Linked DNA regions of Zea mays: region 2 is linked to region 1. A link is a contact called in public Hi-C data. All regions are on one chromosome and are shown on one strand. Each heading gives the region's core, a stretch centred on a gene start, on an enhancer-like site or on the middle of the called end of the contact. The rest is flanking DNA. Distances are from core to core; before and after follow the strand shown.

Region 1 (6,096 bases), core at 478-2,977:
CATCTATACACATAATCGGTGTATAATTCAGGTCAATATTCAGAAAGTAAAAAAGAAGATTATAAAAAAGAAAAATACAGAAGCATTTTAGCATGGAATACCATCCATTGCCTCCTTAAGCTTCCCAAGTTCTTTTCGTGCAGTAATTCGGCGTGAGTATGCTTTAATATAGCGATCATCCAGATTCAGAGCTTCAGTGCAATCGTCCTCTGCCTCCTTGAATCTGATGAATTACATATCTATAATATAAGACTACAGCAGGAAAAAAAACCTCTTGGAAACGGAACTTCCAGGTTCCACAGGACACAGCAGGTAGGTAAAAATATATTATAAATAGCACAGATAACAAGAACCAAGAATACAAAAAATATGCCTTATCCTACAGTCTCAAATTGCTGGAGCTAATAAAAATATATGGCTTCAGATTAAATCGAGATGGGGTACTTCTAGTAAAAGCAGAACAAATGAAGATATTGCATAAGGTGAAGTGGATGCATACAGTCCCAGAGTAACTTGCCTTCTTAGTTTAAGATATGCCATAGCTCTATTTGCAAATGTGACTGCTGTAGGAGACAGCCCAATACTTCTGGAGTAGCATTCAATAGCATCAGTGAACTTCTTCTGTTTGAAATACTCATTTCCCTGGAAATAAAACATAGGAAGCAACAGGTGTAGCTTAACCAAAGCTTGCTTGTGAAACAGCCTACAAAGCAGGGACTAAATAGCCTGAGTATTACAACCTGCTCCTTTTCCGATGTAGCATCCGGCATTGGTTCGTCGTTTAAGTAGCTCGAGTACTTCATATTGTACAGATCACGGAAACTTTTAGACGAAGTTCCTGAAGTTCCAGTAGATCTCGCCTTATATTCCTGCAGGGGTATTTTTTTCGCTTTTAAGCCAGAGGTCCAAAATTAGGAACGCCAAGCTACCATCCAGCTCAACAAAAAACGGAGTGGGCAAGGCTGCAATAGAAATTGAAGTTTCAAAGAACCAACTACAGATATAAGTTGAAATTTTGGACACATGCCATCTCTGGCAACCACAATAGGGGGATAAACTCCAAGAGCTGCTGCTTAAAGTTAAATTCAGGTCGTCAGCAAACGAAATCTCCACATCAAAAATCTGCATTACCCCAAACGCAAAAGGAGACAGTCCATTTAACATTACAAATCCGTATTTGCCGTATTTGCCGCATTCACCGGACTCCACTAGCTATCTAAACCTCTTGACTGAGAGCAAGATATATTCTCACACTAGTCAAGGGAGCAAGGGGCAGTCCATGAGTGTCCTTACCATATTGCCACCGCCTCCTGCTCCTAAATCACAAACCCAAATCTTGCGGGTTTGATCACCCAATCAGCCCCTGAAATCCATATCAAACAACCAAAAATTATAAGGAGAGGTCGTATATGCATATGTTATTAAGAGAGGAATATCACAAAACTGCCGCACACAGAATCAAACAGGGAAAGATGAACGAGACGAGTCGCTACGTGTGGAGGGCGGCGGCGGGTACGACTCCGATTCAAATTAGGAGAAGGCGAGGTGGAGCGGTGGGCGGCGCGGCTCAAGGAAGAAGACGGAGAATAATTCCGAGTGTTGGTACCTGTACTGCGCGCCGGTAGAGGGCTCGCACAACCCACGAGGAAGGGGAAGAGCTCAAGGGAGGTGGTCAGGTGGAGGCGGCTTTGTTGCAGAGGGTTCCAGCGACTAGTGGAGTCGAGCCGTCGGCCCGGGCCGTCGGGGAAGAAGAACGCTCTGCCTCTGGTTGCTTTGTTGCCTGCTGGTTTCGGGTTGTGGGTTCAGTTTTGGGCACTTTGCACGTGGATTTCCAGCCCAATAACTACACACTACTGTAGCCTGCAAATGGGCAGCATTCTTTTTTACTTCTATTTCAAAATAATAATAGTTGTCTGAGTAAAGAAAATGAAAATATATGTATATATATATATATAATCACCTGCTCAATTGAAAATGGCGAGATTCAAATTTGCCAATCTTCAGAGATTTTCTCGTCCGGCCAGTTGAATTCGTGAGATTTTTTTTCTAAACAAGCTATTGTAGCTAGGAGTGGTAATGGGCTGTATTATAAAATTTAAAAATCAAATCAGATTAGAACTAATCTCTATTCCTATTTATTTTTAAACCAAAATTAATTAAGGGCTCTAACTTATATTGTAAAGAAAGATTTAGATTATGATCCATTACAATCTCTAATTGTAGCCAAGGGGAAGCATACAAAAACAATTTATATGTCAGCCAAACAAAAACAGAAGTGTTTTTCCCTCGTAAAAAAAATCATACCCTCAATCTCTGAGTGAAATAATAACGCTGTGGCATGCATTTGGGGCAAACGGCCTTCAACTAGCAGAGCTGCATAGGCACTGCAGCCTGCCGCCTATGCTGCTGAACCATGAGCCATGTATATAAAAAAAAATATGTGGAGTACAATCATGACCGCCTAGAACACCGCAACACTTGTTTAAACAGGCGGTCACATCCGCATATAAAACCTATAAGAATATATACACAGGAATTGAGAATGGCAAATCGGCCGAAATGCGCAACTCAAGGAATTACGGCAACACAATTGACTGAATCAAGCAAGGTACTCTATATCCATCATTTATATTTATTTTTATAGTCTTCTTTAAAAAATTTTATCCTCTATATATCCTTTCTCTCCAACAACATACTTTAAATCATGTCCTCTATACAAAAATACCTATATTAGAGACATTTTTTATTTTTTATTTTTTGTATACGTATTTGTCATACTCTCAGTATTGTACATATTTTTGTTTTGCTAAACCGGTTATTTAAAGTATTCAAATGGATAGAGGACCGTTTAGAGAAACTCTATATATAGAGAATCCAACAGCGTCCTCTAAATTTAGAGGACTATTTAGAGGACGCTGGAGAATATAGAGGATCGTTTGGTCCTCTATATTTAGGGTAGAGAAGGCTTTAGAGACTATTGCTGGAGCGAGCATCAGGTTAACATGAAAACACAAGACAGGATCTATGACAGCATGGACGAACTAGTATGCCTATTTACCACACATGCCTCCTAATTCGGCGAGGTAAAGATCAACCAGGGGTGGGTAACTATGGATGGCAATGAGGAATTTCTTGACAGGAAATAGCCCCTCGTACTCGTCCCACTTGCGAGAACATTTCTTTTCCATTGTCGGTCCTCCACAGTGCCTGGGATTCTCGTCTTCGTTTAAATTATAATTAGAACATACATTTTTTGTTATTAATGCAAAATATTTTCACTTATACATATTATTATATTGAAGAAAATCATTATGTGTATATCCAAATGAACACATTTATGTAATGATTGATCTGTTGATAAGGTAATTATTTATTTTTATCATTAATTAGTACTCAAAAACATTGTCATATGAAGGTTTAATGGGTCCCCGTGGGAAACAAAGATGGAAAATGCTTCTCGTCCCCATCCTCATTTGCCCATTAGAGAGGGATTTTTCCCTATTTACATCCCCGTGAGAAAAAACTTCTATATCCTCGTTCCCTAATAGAGGGAGAATCAAAGATCAGGACCCATTGTCATCTCTAAGGGCGACATACAGTTTCCTCGGACAACGGCTCCATGGGCGATGGTGGTCAGAGGAGAAAACAGAACCAGCATCAATCATTGGTCGACGATGACTCGTATATCACGTCCACATAGGTCGGCATGTCTAGGCCAGGGAATCTGTGATAGGCTTCAGGGCGACATCTGGATTCTTCGTGCCCATCGCCGATTTGTGTGTGCATACCGGATGTAAAGTCACTCACTCTATAGCTGCTCACATCTACCATTTGAAGGTCCACCATCTGGTTAGTTATTTTTTCCTTCTGTTTGTGTGGGTGTGCAGGTGATGGATGTGATGGAGCTGCAGAGGAAGTGACTTTACATATAACATATGGTATGCACTCAACTTTTTTCCTAACATTCCTTAATCCACTACAGCTCGGTTCTCGGACAAGCCTTAAAAGTTAGCTCGACTCATTGATATGTAACATAATAATAGTAATAGTAATAGAAATAGTAGAAATAGCAACAATAATAATAATAATATTGTCGGCATCGTACCAGACTTTTGTGCCCTCACCAACAGGCACTACCGGAATCGGGCTCTTTACTGAGTGTCTAAAGCACTCGGCAAAGCCTGGAAAACACTCGGCGCGGCAAAGAGAGCTCGGCAAAATGTATATCGACAACGGCTTCTTTATCGAGTAGTTTTTATCGGGCACTCGACAAAGGCTTTGCCGAGTGTCACTCGGTACTCGGCAAAGAAAAGTCGTCGTCACGGCGACTGGTAACGGACAACGCCTTTGCCGAGTGTACTAGGTGACACTCGGCAAAGAGTATACATTTGCCGAGAGTATTAGGTGACGCTTGGTAAAGAGTTTCCCTCTTTGCCGAGTGCCCGCCGGACTAGCACCCGACAACGAGGTCGCCAGCGTGCCCCTTTGTCAGTTTCTTTGCCGAGTGCACTAGGAGACACTCGACAAAACTTGCTCCTTTGCCGAATGTCAGGGCCATAGCACTCGGCAAAGAAGCTTTACTGGTGTCCAGGTGTGCCATCTTTGTCGAGTGCTATGACCTGGACACTCGACAAAGCACCTCTTTGCCGAGTGTTACACTCGACAAAGTGACCAGTATACCCATTTTTATTTGTTTTTGCTATTGCATCCAAACAAACAAAAGATATCACATAATCATCACATATATCACATATACATCACATATCTCACAAAGACCATAAATCAAACAAGTTCTCACAAAGCATTACCAAAATGTTCGAACATAAACATAAGTATATAACACTCAAGAACATAAGTCTGAAGTATCTCACAAAGCATTACCAACATCAAACAAGTTCAGATCGGGTTATCTCACAAAGTATTAACAACACTAACAAATATAATATCTCATCGAGGTGGGCGGCTAGACTGGTGCGGCGATGGGTTGGGCGATCCATGAGGGTTGTTGGATGCCACCCCAGATTGTCCCTGCACAGAGAAGAGATTGCATGTGTTATACCAAATGAATATATATCATGAAGAACTAGAATTTTGATACTCACAGGAGTATGGTACTGAGCAGGGTCAACTGGAGGGAACAACGGAAGTGGTGGAGCGAAACTATATGTGGTGTCAAGGCTCTGCATGTACTGAAACATCTCTGCCATCCTCTGCTGATCTACCAAGCAGGCCTCCCACTCCATCTCCCGCACTGCTATCATCCTCACCTCCATCTCCTAACGTTCCCTCCTCTCTTCTTCTAGTTGGGTCTGTAATATTCCAAGCCAATGTTATAATAACTCAAAGAGAAGGTATATAACTCAAGGAATGACGAGTTACAAAAGCACTAACCTCGAGTTGTTGTATGCGATGATGTGAGTTGTCTTGCTAAGGTCGTATGGCTGGGCTCCAGCTTGTGCTCCTTGCTCGCACCTGAGACAGAGTGGGAATGGACGATGAGTCGATTGCCCCATCGGCAATCAGTATTGCCCATGTCTCTTGCCTCCTCCGACCCTCATGAGGACATCCCCATCGATGTCCTCGGTCCTCGGATCGTAATTTGGCCCATGGACCTCCTGTGCCATGGTTGTGTACTCATGAAGGCGACTGTATACGTCGGGGTTGCTATACGCCTCGGCCCTGTTATCCAGGTTGTAGGTGACGTCGGACATCGCCTTGCCCTTGTGGGCCATAGCATAAGCCGATAAGATGGAGCAAGGTTGGCCACCATGTGACGTCGACTGCAAGAAAACCAACGAGATAGTTAGAAATGATATCTAATCCAGTGTTATATAACTAAATAAAAAGAGGGTGTACCCATGCTTCTACATATTTGCCTAGGCTGCGGCTGCCTTGGTGGTGGGATGGACCTTGCATCATCAGACGACGTTCTCGGCTAGTGTTGTGCGCCTTGTCCCACTCAGGCGAGCACCACCTATCCACCATCTGCTCCCAGCACTGAAGATGTGCGACACACCAATAAGGAATCATCTACAAAGTAACACAAGTACACTGCATATCAGAAGATAAAATTAAGGAAAAATTTTGTCACAGATA
Region 2 (5,620 bases), core at 371-2,870, 270 kb before region 1:
GGAGGAGCGCGTGGAGCTTCGGGACGCCGTATGGGCGGTTGACGCAGTGCTGGCTGCTAGCAAGTAGCAACTTTAGGTTAGAAGTAGATGTTATTTTTTATTATTGACATTTTCTTAGACTATTATTGGGGTGGGCTAAGGTATTGCTCAAGTAATAACGAGCCATATTGGGCCTCCGCCCTGACAAGATCGACTTAAGGATGTGTATAAGGCATGCAGATATGTATAACACTGTTTTGCACTCTTTGCATAGAAGAGTTTAAAATAGCGAGTGAGATAAGGACTGGGATAAGGAGTTTCTAGAGATAGTCTAACCCCATTAAATAAGAGATCTTTAAGGGTTAAGTGAAAAAAAATTCAAAAGACAAATACCTCACTAAGGACATGTACAACCTCATTTCCCTATTTAATATAAGGTCTCTTGAGGGGTCTCTAAGGGTTAATTGAAAAAAAGAGACATGCTCTTCTCTACACGATTCCCCATATATATTCACTGCACTTCACTGACCGGGGTCGCTCTAATATAAAGTGACTGAGGATCACGGCAACCCAACAACACATGGATCTGAGCCTCCTCGGCAGCGGCGGGTGATCAGACTCTGCCTCCTCCATCGCGCCAGAACCCTCCTCCACATCTACAAAGGCAGGGATCTTAGATTGTCTCCAACAACGTCCTCTATATCTATCCTCTCTATATGTCCTTCACAGTCCTCTCTAAAAGATTTCATTCTCTATACACCTTCCTCTCCAACAACATCCTCTAATCATGTCCTCTATACGCAAATACTTATGTTAGAGACATTTTTTTTACATACGTATTTGTTATACTCTCAAATATATTATATATATTTTAGTTTTATTGAACCGGTTGCTTAAAGTATTCAAATGGATTATGGGTATAAGAGATAAAAAACAATATATATACAGAATCCAACAGCGTACTCTATACATGGAGGGAGTAGATGACGAAAATCTGCTCTAAATTACAGTTTAGAGTATAGGACCCCTTGGAGGGTCTGTTGGAACCAGTCCTTAGGACTACTCCAACTACTACACTAACCTTTATCTTAAGGCCAAGATTGTATGTCTAACTACGAATCCTCTCTGTTTATATATGCACGGTTGACACGCCGACAGCAACTTATGCAAAATACTCCTACCGGTCAAATAGCCTACACGCCTGCAGTGCAACCTGCTGTCCTAAGCACCATCCATTCATCCTTCGAATTTGACGACGACCGGAGGACGAATGAAAGAAAGGAAAAAAAGGTATATGGCTGAAGTTATATGTAGTACAGTACCTCGCGGTTTGGTCTTTCCATGCGATTCCGTTTTGCCCTCTCCCTCCCTGCGCTCGATGGCCATGTGGAGCCTTGTCGCCGGCCGCCGCTGGCATCGCAGACGCAGCACGCCCTGCGCTCTATTCAGGGTAGCGGCTGCGCACGACGCCACTGTGGGCTGGTGGACTCAATCATGGGGTGGACTGGGCTTCGCTTCTTGGGCCGAGCTGTCCACACAAACTCGTATCCTTTTGCTGCGCCATAAAACTTTTGTGTTATAACCGTCTCATTGGTTGCAGTAGCAGCCAGCCAGTCACGCTGTTCGAGCAGAGCCCCATCCCCTGATCCCCGTGCCAGGCCGCTCGGCCCTCGACGCCGTGAGTCAGGCAGGCAGGCGCCTCTTTCTGTCCCTCCACTCGGGTCTCCACGCCGCCGCCGCCGCCGCCGCCTCGACCGCCCCACGCATCCGCCGCTCCTCTACCCATCCTCGGCCCGCGGCCCAGGGAGAAGACCGCACGGGCGGGCGAGGTACGCACACCCTTCCTCCTCCTTCCTTCCCTGACTCCGCGTTCGTTCGGTCGGGAAGAGTCGGACGGAGGCGACCGGGAGCGGCGCCTCCGATCTGACTCGCGCGGACAATCGCTGTCGCGGCCGGGTATTTCGTTTCCTAATCTTGCTGGTTGGGTTGGGTGGTTAGACAGACGGATTCATGATGCAGTCGTTGAACGGGGGAAGCGCGAATGCGACCGCCGCCCGAGGGGCGTGGCCGCGACGGATCACAACGAATCTTTCGTTCCTCCGATCCGACAAAGTCCGTGGGCGTAGCGGCCGGTAGCAGGTGCGCACATAATTTGCCACCCCGGTCGCTTTCTTCCTTACCCCTACCAAAGCGAGGGGTGGGATCGATCGCCTTGTTCGTTTCCGCGGCGGGTTTATTCGCCGGGACCGCGATTCCATTGCTCTCTTCTCTCAAGGTACTGGTGGCCGTCCTCGCCAGCCAGTCTGATGGGTTCCGTCGGTAGGGTCGGCTGGTTGGTTGTGTTCCGTCCCATCACCATCCTGTTCCGCGACCTGGGGCGTCGCGTCAAATGCCACGGGTACTGTGTGCCCGTGGAGGGGTCTCGGCAATGATGCTCCTCTGATTCTCCCCACCCGTGGCTGCGCCCATCCGTCTACAAGTACCACCTGGCCGCGCGGTTGGTTCCAATTTCCAGACGGCAGTCCACTGGTTTTTGCTTGCATATCCTTTGTTTAGGCCAGAGTTGAGTTGTGTTCCAACTTCCAAGTCTTGGGTTGCGGAATCGCCGGCCTCGCTCAATCGGTACCGCATCTTATTTTCCATACCTATCTTGAGGAATCTAGCTTTTTTTTTGTGCTTTTGCTTTCGGGGCAGCAGATATTCTCATCGGCCTTGATTCTGCTTTGAATCTGTTTTTGAGATTTACTTGGTTTGCTTTGTTTGGATAGTGTAATGTAGCTGTGTCGAGTGCATATATTATGTTTATGTCCATTTTTAAATGCACTTGATTGAATCTTCTACAGTTCTACCCATTTTTTTTCATAAACTTGATTGAATCTTCTAGGTTGGTTTATGCTGTTGTGTGTGGACGACAAAATGTTTTGTGGGATTTACTAATCAGGGTGACTTGTCTGCACTTAGAGATGATGTCACTTGTGGGAAAGGGAGAGGAAGACAAAGAAAAGGGGGAGAGGGAAGAGAAAGACAATTGTTTTTTCCCCTGCTGTTCTGTTATTTTCTCAGTTCCCTTACTTGGAACTTGATATGATCAACAAGGATGTGCTACTACTGTATGTTTCAATGGATCACAAAGCACATGATTGGTTTCCTGCTTCAGCATAGTCTAACTCGTATCAGTGAACCAGACCCAAATAGCCAGCATATGTACATGCAATAGCAGTTTGATTGGTTGCTTGTTTTCATTCAGCCAGGATACAGAGTGACGTGTCAACGCTGACCTGTTTAAGTTCTGTCAAACTACTCAGCAATCTGCATATTGTGTTATTGAGGAACTTTCTTGTGTGAATCTTTCTTGAAGAGTTCCTTTTTCCTTGCAAGCAATTCCCTTGGCCATACATGAACTGACATTTTTCAATATTGAACTCTAGCTTGTTTTGAGATTTTTACTATCATGACAGTGATACTCTTCTTACAGTTTTGCTCCTTTAGTGGCACAAATAGATTGCCTGCCTCTTCAATTTCCACACCAGCTGTAGCAAGAATTGAAATGCATATAACAAATTTTCTTAGACTGTATGACATTTCAGCTATGCATCTATCATCATCTTTGTTGATGTGTATTAATTTTATTTTTATCTTACTTTCAGATGGAAAACCATAATCCATTACATTCTCAGATTGCTGAAGTGAAAATGGACATCTCAGCATCAGCTTCTGTTGCATCAGGGAACAAATTCTGCAAGGGTGGTGCCTGTGATTTCTCTGATTCCAGTAACTCCTCGAAAGATGCCAAGGAGAGATCCACGTCCATGAGGAAGCTTATAATCGCAGTGATCCTTTGCATCATATTCATGACGGTGGAAGTGGTCGGGGGCATCAAAGCAAACAGTCTTGCCATCTTAACTGATGCGGCGCACCTTCTTTCTGATGTGGCAGCATTTGCCATATCGTTATTCTCTCTCTGGGCTGCTGGATGGGAAGCAACACCGCAGCAGTCATATGGGTTCTTCCGGATTGAGATTCTTGGTGCCTTGGTCTCCATTCAGCTCATATGGCTACTTGCTGGCATACTGGTATATGAGGCTATTGTAAGGCTCATTAACGAGAGTGGCGATGTGCAGGGCTCCCTCATGTTTGCTGTGTCGGCGTTTGGACTGTTTGTCAACATTATAATGGCTGTATTGCTAGGCCATGACCACGGGCACGGCCATGGACACAGCCATGGACATCCACATGACCATGGTCATGGTGATTCAGACGATGGCCATTCTCACCATGAAGAACCAGAACAGGGCCATGTTCATCATCATGAGCATAGCCATGGAAGTTCTATTACTGTCACAACACATCACCACCACCACTCAGGCACTGGACAACACCATGACGCTGAGGAGCCACTGATCAAGCACGAGGCCGACTGTGAGGGCACCCAATCTGCTGCTAAGAAGCCTCGACGCAATATAAACGTACACAGCGCTTACCTTCATGTGCTTGGGGACTCCATCCAGAGCATCGGGGTGATGATCGGCGGGGCTATCATCTGGTACAAGCCCGAGTGGAAAATCATCGATCTGATCTGCACCCTCATCTTCTCGGTGGTCGTGCTGTTCACCACGATCAGGATGCTGCGCAACATCCTCGAGGTCCTGATGGAAAGCACGCCCCGTGAGATCGACGCCACCAGGCTGGAGAGGGGGCTCTGCGAGATGGAAGGCGTGGTTGCCGTCCACGAGCTGCATATCTGGGCCATCACAGTGGGGAAGGTGCTACTGGCTTGCCATGTGACGGTCGCCAGGGAAGCCGACGCAGACGAGATCCTTGACAAGGTGATTGGGTACATCAAGACGGAGTACAACATCAGCCATGTGACCATTCAGGTCGAGCGTGAATAGAGGGGGAGCTGTCTTTTGGGCTGTCAGGGCATAAATGGCGTCACGCCTTCACTGGTTATCTTACTCTGTCGGTTAAAACTTTTTTTTGGCACCTGGGAAGGCATCAGGCAGCCATCGGAGTCTTGATGTGCTTGCAAGTTCATCTGTGGTTCAAGCTTTGATGGTCAGTAGTGTTATCTGTTACTACTAGTCTATTAGGCGGGGGTAGGCGTCAACCAGTGTGTACGGGTTTGATTTTCGGTCATGCTGTTAACAGCATTGCGGTTCGTCGAACTGGATATGTAGTTTAGTACGCTGTGTCATCACCTCTTGTGTAAGGGAACGCTTCTTTTCTGTGGTATGGAAGATGTGAACTTCGTGATTGGCCTGTTACCGTTTGTACTGAGCATGCTTGGACGTGTTCTCTCGGTTGACTCGACTGTATGCTTATGGATGGGGGTCTCAAGCAGATCTGTTGCACAATTGAAGCCAGCCAGATATCCCTCTGTGCAGATCTTCAGATAACTGACAAAGGCTATACACCACGACAGAACAACTAGCAAGCAATTCATGCATAATCTCACCAGATAGTGCGATGATCTGTAAAGAGTTGTCCCACCAAAAGAGAATAAGAGGTTGTTTGTTTGAATCTGTCCAGATTATATATATAACTTAGATTATATAATATGGCTAGATTATAATCCCAAACAAATAGACTTTAAATTGATTGTCGCCAAGAGTTAGTCACAACGACGATCTATACATGTACA

The links. Hi-C and Micro-C count contacts between places; a contact is called where the count stands out from the background.
Region 2: a Hi-C map of leaf shows a contact between it and region 1, with 2.9 times the contacts expected there. The contact joins the promoter of LOC100282686 here to the promoter of LOC100192799 in region 1. A contact is called at or near these places in 5 of 25 Hi-C or Micro-C datasets (ear and leaf).

Annotation. Positions count from the first base shown.
Region 1 is chr8:134,317,959-134,324,054 of Zm-B73-REFERENCE-NAM-5.0, reverse strand. It overlaps LOC100192799, which reads right to left and starts at 1,727. Exons shown (of 12, transcript NM_001137992.1): 1 at 1,607-1,727; 2 at 1,294-1,363; 3 at 741-869; 4 at 518-642; 5 at 102-223; 6 at 1-3. The coding sequence starts at 1,296.
Region 2 is chr8:134,587,665-134,593,284 of Zm-B73-REFERENCE-NAM-5.0, reverse strand. It overlaps LOC100282686 (metal tolerance protein A2), which reads left to right and starts at 1,620. Exons shown (of 2, transcript NM_001348966.1): 1 at 1,620-1,808; 2 at 3,627-5,232. The coding sequence starts at 3,627. The coding sequence ends at 4,871.